Linked DNA regions of Mus musculus: region 2 is linked to region 1. The links are chromatin contacts, called in public promoter capture Hi-C maps. All regions are on one chromosome and are shown on one strand. Each heading gives the region's core, a stretch centred on a gene start, on an enhancer-like site or on the middle of the called end of the contact. The rest is flanking DNA. Distances are from core to core; before and after follow the strand shown.

What was found. Promoter capture Hi-C pulls out the DNA fragments that hold promoters and counts their contacts.
Region 2: a promoter capture Hi-C map of stem cell-derived epiblast-like cells shows a contact between it and region 1, with 4 times the contacts expected there. The contact joins the promoter of 1700047F07Rik here to the promoter of Fam151a in region 1. A contact is called at or near these places in 7 of 39 promoter capture datasets (the 3T3-L1 cell line, cranial neural crest, embryonic stem cells and 3 more), 1 of 484 Hi-C or Micro-C datasets (cerebellum) and 1 of 9 other capture datasets (embryonic stem cells).

The regions. Positions count from the first base shown.
Region 1 is chr4:106,731,826-106,736,146 of GRCm38.p6, reverse strand. Fam151a (family with sequence simliarity 151, member A) reads right to left here and starts at 2,232. Exons shown (of 8, transcript NM_146149.1): 1 at 2,059-2,232; 2 at 551-697. The coding sequence starts at 2,185. It also overlaps a transcript of Mroh7 not described here.
Region 2 is chr4:107,686,687-107,690,978 of GRCm38.p6, reverse strand. 1700047F07Rik (a long non-coding RNA gene) reads right to left here and starts at 1,379. Exons shown (of 4, transcript XR_867984.2): 1 at 1,241-1,379. It also overlaps a transcript of Dmrtb1 not described here and the pseudogene Gm12899.

The DNA.
Region 1 (4,321 bases), core at 983-3,482:
CCCACAGGGCTGAATGGAGGCCTGCACTTCCTGACGAAACCTCAAGCCAGGGACCATTACCCCAGTCCTCCACGAAAGAGAGTGTTTCCCCATGATCCAACTGAGACACTCAGATCACAGACTTTGGGGCTGTGGGGCTGACCTATGTTGGCCTCACCTCTCTCTGACAGCAGAACCTCGGTCACCTAATTTCTATGAGCTTCAGTTTTCCTCCCATAAGTGATTCCCACCAGCAGGTTGCATGGGTTTGAGGTGACCGCCACACAGTGCGAGGGTAGTGTGTGCTTGTCACTGACAGGGCCACCATGATTGTTTTGTTGCAGACTCTAAGGAGCTGCTCAGGTGTCCTTCACAGCCTTGGCTGTCAAGCTTACATCTCTGGCTTCTTAGTCCTGGAAGTCAAAGGCCTCCTTATAGCAGGGACCATCAGCCCCTGACAGCTCTGTTCCCTCAGGGAGACTGTGGCAGGTATATGAAAATAGCCACCACAGAGTTGCCATGACCTCGGTGTCAACTGTCTCCTGACCCCAAGCAGGGTGGCTAGACTTACTGTTTAGGGCAGCTGCCATCTCTTTCTTGCTGTTGGCTGCGTGGTACCAGGTGACCAGCAAGCCATCCCGGTGGCTGATCTGGCCCATGCCCATCAGGTAGTCCAGCATGTCAGCATCAGGACCGCAAATTGCATCGTTCTCACAGCCTGGAACGAAGGCCAAGGGGTTGTTACCATCATCACTTGCCCCAGCCCAGGATGCTCAGCCATAATCCTATCACCCTGAATATAGCATTCAGTCTGGTAGACAGACAGCAGGACCCACAGCCCCTGGTATGGTAAGATACAGGGAGCCTGGCCTGGTGGTGCATGCCTCTGATCCCAGTGAGGCAGGGGATTGGCAGTAGTCTGAGACCACCCAGGACTACACACATAGGAAGCTCCAGGTCTTTCATGTGCTTGCTGCAGTATATGTATATCTGTCATCCCATCACTAGGGTGGGTGAGGCCTGGCAATCAGAAGTTCAATGGTACACAGGGACCTGGAGACCAGCCTGCAATACACAAGTCCTTGTCTCAAAAGTCAGACAAGCAGGTAAGGGCACTTGCCTCCAAGGCTGATGGCCTGAGTTTAATCCTGGAACCCCACATGATGGAAGGAAACTGACTCCCACAAACTATCCTCTCTCTCTCTCTCTCTCTCTCACACACACACACACACACACATACACACACACACACAGAGGGGAGGGGTAAAGGAGGAGAGGGGGAGAGAAAGAGAGCCCAGAAGACAGCGAACTGTGTGGCTTCCTGGGGCCACAGAGACCCTCTTGTTGGCCTTGAATCATCAGGAAAGGGAGCATTTGAAAGAGAAGGGGACATTAGGAGGTACTTGGAGGGATGGGTGTACACTTGACAGAAGTGCATAGATGATTCTAGGCTGAAAGAATGGTGAAGGTTTAGACATGGGAAAGAACGTTTGTATAAAGGAATGGTCTTACCTGGTCCTCCTGGAGGAAGGAAAGCTATCTCCAGTGGAGGAATTAGGTCTGTGGGGCATGATACCAGGGGAGTTGTTTAGAAAAGGCTATCTGGCTGCAGAGAGCAGTGGGTGGTAAGAGCCCACTGGAGACAGAGCCCCTGCAAGGATCTAGGAGAGAGCCCTGGGGTTCTGAAGGCAGTGCTGGTGGGGGACGGAAGGGAAGGGTGGGGAGCAGAGCCCCCCAAATCAGGATAGACTCAGGATTGAGGCATAGGTCTGGGGGGAGGCTGTTCCTAGAGGGCTAGAAGGCCCTTTATCAAGGAGAGATTGCAGAGACTAGCAGATGTGTAGGAAGAGTGTGAAGGCTGCTCAGAGTGCTCACAAAGTCTCCAAGGAGTATCCCTCCAAAAGCACAGGGTCTCGGCGGAAGGCTAAGATCCGGCGAGCAAGGCAAAGTCAATAGCACCTTCTGCTCTGGTTGACTTGGTAGGGCTGAAGTATCAGAGTAGAGCTGGATACATGGGCAGAGCTCAGTGAGGTAAGAAATGAGAAGTTGGGAGGATGGCAGGGAGAGGGAAGGTCCTACCTGGTTGGGTGCCCTGATGCAGGGTTAGGCCTAGGATCAATGAAATGGCCAACACCAGTGTCACAGTGACACTGCCAGCAAGGATCCACTTGGCCTGGCTGCTGGAGCACCATTTCTTGCAGGACATTGTGACCCTCACTCAAGAGAGCTCCCTTCAGGATCTCACAGTCATCTGAGACTCCCTGCAGCTGAGATCTGGTGGGAGGCCGAGACTGCAGCAACATTTAACTCAGGTCTGGCCACTCCCACTGCCTGGGTGGAGAGAGCTCAGAAACCCTGCCCTGCTCCCAGCCCTCCTCTTCCCATCCAAGCTGGATCTTATCAACCTAAGCAGAAAATCCTGCCACCTCCCAAATGAACTTGGGAACGTTGGGAAGCGGTGGAGGATTGGATACAGCCCGACCCTTGGTGCAAGGGTAGGAGGCTAAGGAAACCCAGCTGGCCTGGGTTTCCTGATGGCCTAGAACAAGTCAATGCATCTGGATGCCCGGGCCTTGTTTTACCCCTGTGTGAAAGGAAGCAACTGAACTTGGCCATCTCTTTAGGTCTCAAGCTAGACCTTTCTGCTCTGCTCCAGGGAAGCCCTACGTCATGAAAGGGTTGGTGACAAGAGTAGATTAGATCTGCCCTGAGGACATGAGTTTCCTTTTATCTGAGATGGTAGCTGATAGACAGGGCTGGGATGGGAGCTGATAGCCCTGAGTGAACCTGTGGGAGTGAGTGCAGCCACCTCTGAAGCACGGGCAGGGCTAAGCTGCTCGCTTAGGCAGAGAAATTCTAGAAGCAATGGAGGAAAGAAGTTAAGGACTTCCCCTATTTCACAGGCCAGGGAACTTAGAGGAGTCAAAGAGCCAGCTGTGAGAGAGTGTGGAAGAAGTTTGCCTTAGAGGTTAAGAGACAGCAGGGTACTGGGTGATGGGTGAGTGGCTCTTTTGGTATTACCAATAACAACAAATGAAATGTAGTTTTTGCTTTAATCTCTCCCATACCATCACCCTCACCCCCACCCTCCACCGAGGTTTCTCTGTATAAGAGCCCTGGCTGTCCTGGATTTGCTCTTAGACCAGGCTGGCCTTGAACTCACAGAGATCCACCTCCATTCTGCCTCCCAAGTGCTGAAATTAAATGTGTGCATCACCCCCACCTGGCCAAATATGTTTATTGTATGAGATCTGTTTGATACTGGTGTGCCAGTCCCTGTGGAGTTCCTAAGGCTGAATCAGACCCCTAGGAACTGGAGTTATAGGTGGCTATAAGCCACCATGTGGGTGCTGGGAATTGAACCTGAGACCTCTGTAAGAACAGTCAGTGCTCTTAACCACTGAGCTATTTCTTCAGAGTCTCATTATATAACCCAGTCTGTTCTGGAACTCCAATATAGACCACACTGGCTTGAACTTACAGTAAGCCTTTTACTTCAGATTCTCAAGAGCTAGGATGACAGATGTGAGCCATCATGCCTGGCTTAAGCTTAATTCTTCAGGAGGGCCCTTTCTGTTCAGAAGTGATCGGAGTTCAAGGCCATCCTCAGTTACATAGCAACTTTGAGGCTATTCTGGAAACCATGAGACTCAGTCTCAAAAATTAAAAGTTCTGGGACTCTCAACAGTAGAGCATTTCCCTCATGTGTGTGTGTGTGTGTGTGTGTGTGTGTATGTGTGTGTGTATATGTTTGTGTGTGTTCAATCTCCAGTACCGGGGAAACAAAAGACACCTGGAGACAAGTAGGGCTCTCATAATGTTCTATTTTCTTTATCTTGCATGTATATGGTATGTGCATGTGGTATGTATATGTATGTGGTCTATGGTCTATATATGTGTATGTCTATGTGTATGTGGTATGTGGTGACCAGAGGTTGACATTTGACATCTTCTTTGATGTCTCTCCATCTTACATACTGAGGTAGGGTCTCTCACTTGAAGCTATGGCTTGTTGATTTGATGACTCTAGTTAGTCATCTTGTTCTGGATCTTTCTTTGCTTCCTCGGCGCTGGGATTACCATCAGGCCGTCTTGCCAGTCCATCTCTTACATGGGGGCTGAGGATTTGACCTCAGGTCTTCATGTCTGTACAGCAAGTGCTTTGTTCAGTGAGCCGTATCCCCAGCCCCACAAAGTGCTAAATCTACACCTGGTCATATGAACCCTCATTAAGAATTCATCAGACATAACACAGTATGCTAAGTCTTCTGCATGGATCTAATGCTATAGTACAAAGGCTGAGGCAGGAGGATCATGAGTTAGCCTGGGCTATGGAGAAATC
Region 2 (4,292 bases), core at 130-2,629, 960 kb before region 1:
TTTTGTATTTAACAAGACTAAAATATGTTAACTCAAAAAGAACTCACGTTGACTAGCATTTCTCTTCAATTATTAATGAGGACATGAAGAGAGCTTGAGTGGTCAGATGTAGAATCTGAATAAACATTGCCTCAGGCCTGATGGTCCACCGGTACCTGATGTTCAAACTTAAATTTGATAATGCAAAGTCTAGCCTTTCAGTCTGTGGTATTGCTAAGCTGTGGAATGATGCAATTTATGCTCCAGACTTTGTGTGTGTGTGTATGTGTGTGTGTGTGGGGGGGGTTTGAGTCAGGGTCTGGGTAGCATGGAACATGCTATGTAGATTAGGCTGGCCTCTGTAGACTAGGCTGGCCTCAGACTTGCAGCAACCCTCATGCATCTGCCACAACAAACAACTCAATGACTTTAATATGTATGTAACACAATAAAAATACTATAAATAAAGTATATATAACATGTCTTCTCCTTTCTGGTGCTGGGAACTAGGCCTAGGATCTCACATGTACTAGACAAGCACCCACTGCACCTAGAATTTCACCCAGAAAATTTGAAAACCCTTATTGAGACTATGATATTCAAAAGACTCTTAAAATCTTTATTTTTTTGTCAGGATAACTAACAATTTTCTGTTAAGTACTTTGGTTTATTATTATAACAAGTATTTCCTCTCTTGAAAAACCCATTCAAAACATCCCAATCTTTGATGTAGGGAACTTTAAGAAAAAAAAATTTTTTTTTTATGTTTTTAAACAGGAACAAGAATTCTTCAAATTTCTATAGTTTGACAAATAGAAACAATTTCATTTCAATCTATTCTGGTGAACAGGAATTATTTTATACAGAAAATCATCCTGTCACTTCTGGCAAACTAAGAGTGAGTGCTATTCATTCACATGTCCCATGGAGTCGCAGTGTGATGCTGCCATGCTCACATAGATTACTTTATCACAGATCTTGCAGTGGGAAACAAGGTTTTGGGATGGCTGAAGCAAAAGAAATCAGATCCCACAGCATCTCCAGAAAGGAATGGATCCAACCTTCTCCATCAGGACAGTCTTGCTGGGGTGGGATGGGAAGGTGGATCATTCAGTGAAGCGGTTGCCATGTGAAGCGGTTGCCATGTAAACACAGAGACCTGAGCTTAGATGCTCAGCACCTGCGTAAAACCAAGGGCACATGCCGGTGACACCAGGGCTCAGGAGACAAAGAGAAAGATATAAAAGTAACTTCTACTCACCTGAGGTGATCGTTGTCTCCGAGGCTTGCTGCCTCTGTCTGCTAACCTACGCTAGTCCTGGAAGCTTCTAGCCTCTGTACAATCTTATCTAGGTCTAGAATATTTTCAGCCTCTGAGACTCGCTGCTGAATAAGCTCACACTTTCTAGGTTGGTTTTTTTTTTTCCTGAGCTTTGACTGTTTCAATCTGTTTTCTCTGTGTGTGTGTTTCTCTCTCTGCCTGTCTCTATCTCTGTCTCTCCTGAATTCCTTTGCTTGGTCTCATACTAACTTAGGCAATCTGTTCTAATCTTCTGGCTCCTTCTCATTCTATGGCTCATTCTGACTTCACCTATGTCTAGCTTGTTCTCTCTGCAGCCTGTCTCTGTAAAACTCCCCAGTAAAATTGCCTCCTTCCTTTCCTCTCTCTCTAAAACTCCTCTCTCTTAAACAGCTTCTCTTACCTCTCTCTTCTCATGAGAGTTGGGCGTATCCTATTCTCTCATACCTTTCTCTGGTTCACCACTTTGTCTGCCACTCAATTAGACATCACTTTCAAACACGGCTGCTTCCTTCTACAAACTAACCTGACCTTCATTGTTTGGGATTAAAGATGTGTGCTAAAGGTGTGTCTGTATTCCAGCCAGAGAGATTAAAGGTGTGTGCTAAGGGCTACCTACTTCATAACTAGAAACATTTTTTTTTCAGTAAATAACAATCTCAGGGTTCACAATGTGATCAAATATTCTTCAACAGGAATACACATATATATATATATATATACATATATATATATATATATATATATATATATATATATATATATATATTCATTCCTGTTGCTTCCTGGCCATTTAGTCTGGCTGAATCACTTAGCTCCTGGTTCATCGAGAGACTCTGTCTCAAAAAAAATAAGATGGTTAGTAATTGAGGAAGATATCCAGTATCTATTAGCTTACACACACACACACACACACACACACACACACACACACACACACACGTGTTCATACACAAAGACATACACACACACACATTTTTTAAAAATTAAAAAGTAGTCCTGGGCACTGCATAGTGTTTGAATCAACTCTGTCTCCTGTCTCTTTCCAGAGCAATGTGCAGGCAGCATCAACGGCCACGGTCAGGACCAGCTTTTTCCTGTTATTTCTTAAGACCGTTCTTGCCTTTCCCAGGAGCAACCGTCGTGGGCATCAGCATGAAAGCCTTGTCTCCTGTCTGTCTGTTCTGCTCACTGCTTGTCTCCCGTCTGTCTGTTTTGCTCACTGCTTGGCTTTGTAAACGGGACTTTCACTCTGTCTTAGCGATGACCAGGGCAAGTCCAGACAAAGCCGTGCTTCCAGCTCTGTCTAAGCCATTAACACCCGCTGGGTTAGCCAAACACCCCTCTGGCTCAGGCTGCCCAGTGCAGCTGGTGGTCAGTGGATCCTGCCTGCTCGGTCACATCCCTGCTTGGAATTAGCTGAGTCCTGCCGCCCTTCCATCAGTTGATAACGCTTGAGTCAGTAATGTAGATAATGTCACCTTCTTCAAAGGACACTCCATCTGGCTTTCTGGGCCGTGTCACCTGGGGCTCTGAAGGCTGTAACTTGCTGTAGTTTGCTGGTTTGGGAGGTAACTGCCATTTGGATTCCCCCAGCAGCTGAACCTGGGGACAAAAAGCTGACTGCTCACTCCTGCCACCAGGGTTCATGTACCCCCAAGGCTGCTTTTTTTTTTCTGGTGTGTGAGAAGAAACCCCCACTAGTTCCCACACCCATAAAGGATGCATGGTCATAGGCATCTGACCTCCGAGTGCCCTGGCTAGCTCTTGCCACCAGAGCCCCTGAAACTGATTTTTTAGGTATAGTTTTAAATAACAAGGTCAGTGAAAAATTTAGACAGTTTGAATTGGTGAGTACTGGAGAAAGATCGTCTACCCTCCATCTAAGGGGCCTGTTTTTAAAATGTGAGGTATACATAGGTGTTAGAGCAGGGCAGAGACAAAGCTAGACTATTGTTCTCTGTTTGTTTGCTTGTTCTGTTGTTGATGATTTTGTTTTGAGTTTTTGTTTTGTTTTGTTTTTGAGACAGGGTTTCTCTGTGCAGCCCTGGCTGTCCTGGAACTCTGTAGACCAGGCCTGCCTTGAATTCAGAGGTCCGTATGTTGGGATTAAAGTCACTTCCTATCTAAAACTTAGACTCTTTGAATGGTGCCAGTTTCCTGTAAAATTCCTGAAATGACAACCCAGTGAATACGCTCTTGCCCACTTTCAGAAATGAGGAAAACTTTTTTAAACAAGCAAAGTTTTATGAACCTTCCCCCACCCCCACCCCCCCCCACCCCCCCCACCCCCGCCCCTCGCAACTTTCAAGAGTCTAATGAGCCCAGAATGGTAACAACTTCTTAGCCCCAGGTGGGGGGAGGGGGTGCGGCGCACGGGGAACCGAGAGGGGGAGGGAACACTACGACAGGAACACGGACACCAGAGAGTTGCAATCAAAGACTCAAAGGAGAAAATCAAGGCCGACTCTGCACCCTGGCATCACCAGAAAGATTTCACAGCAGGGCAGTGAAAAGCTCACAGAAGTGAGCTAGCTAGTAAGCAGAAATACCTCCTTAAACAGAACGAGCCGCAGGATGGTGGCTCACACCTTTAGACCCAGTTGGGGGGGGGGGGGGCTGAGGCAGGGGGATCTCTGTGAGTTTGAAGGTAGCCAGAGCAAGCTACACAGGGAAACCCTGTCTCGAAAAACAAAAACAAAACAAAAATAGAGCAGATCGTGCCCTAAGCTTAGGTATTATTGTGTCCCTACCCACTTCAGATGACACCCCTCAAGAGTGCCACAAACTTTTATAAAAATAAATTTATGAATAACTTAATATCTGTCATTAATGTTTGTAGCTGGATCTGGCTGTAACTGAACCTCATGGGAAGCTTAAGTCAGGTGATCTGGGGTTCGGGGTCCACAGCAGGGCTTCTGAGGGGGCTCCAGGGCAGCCTGAGTAACTTCACTTAGATTCTACACAAAGAAAAAAGGAGGGAGGGAGGCAGGGAGGCAGGGAAGGAAAGAAG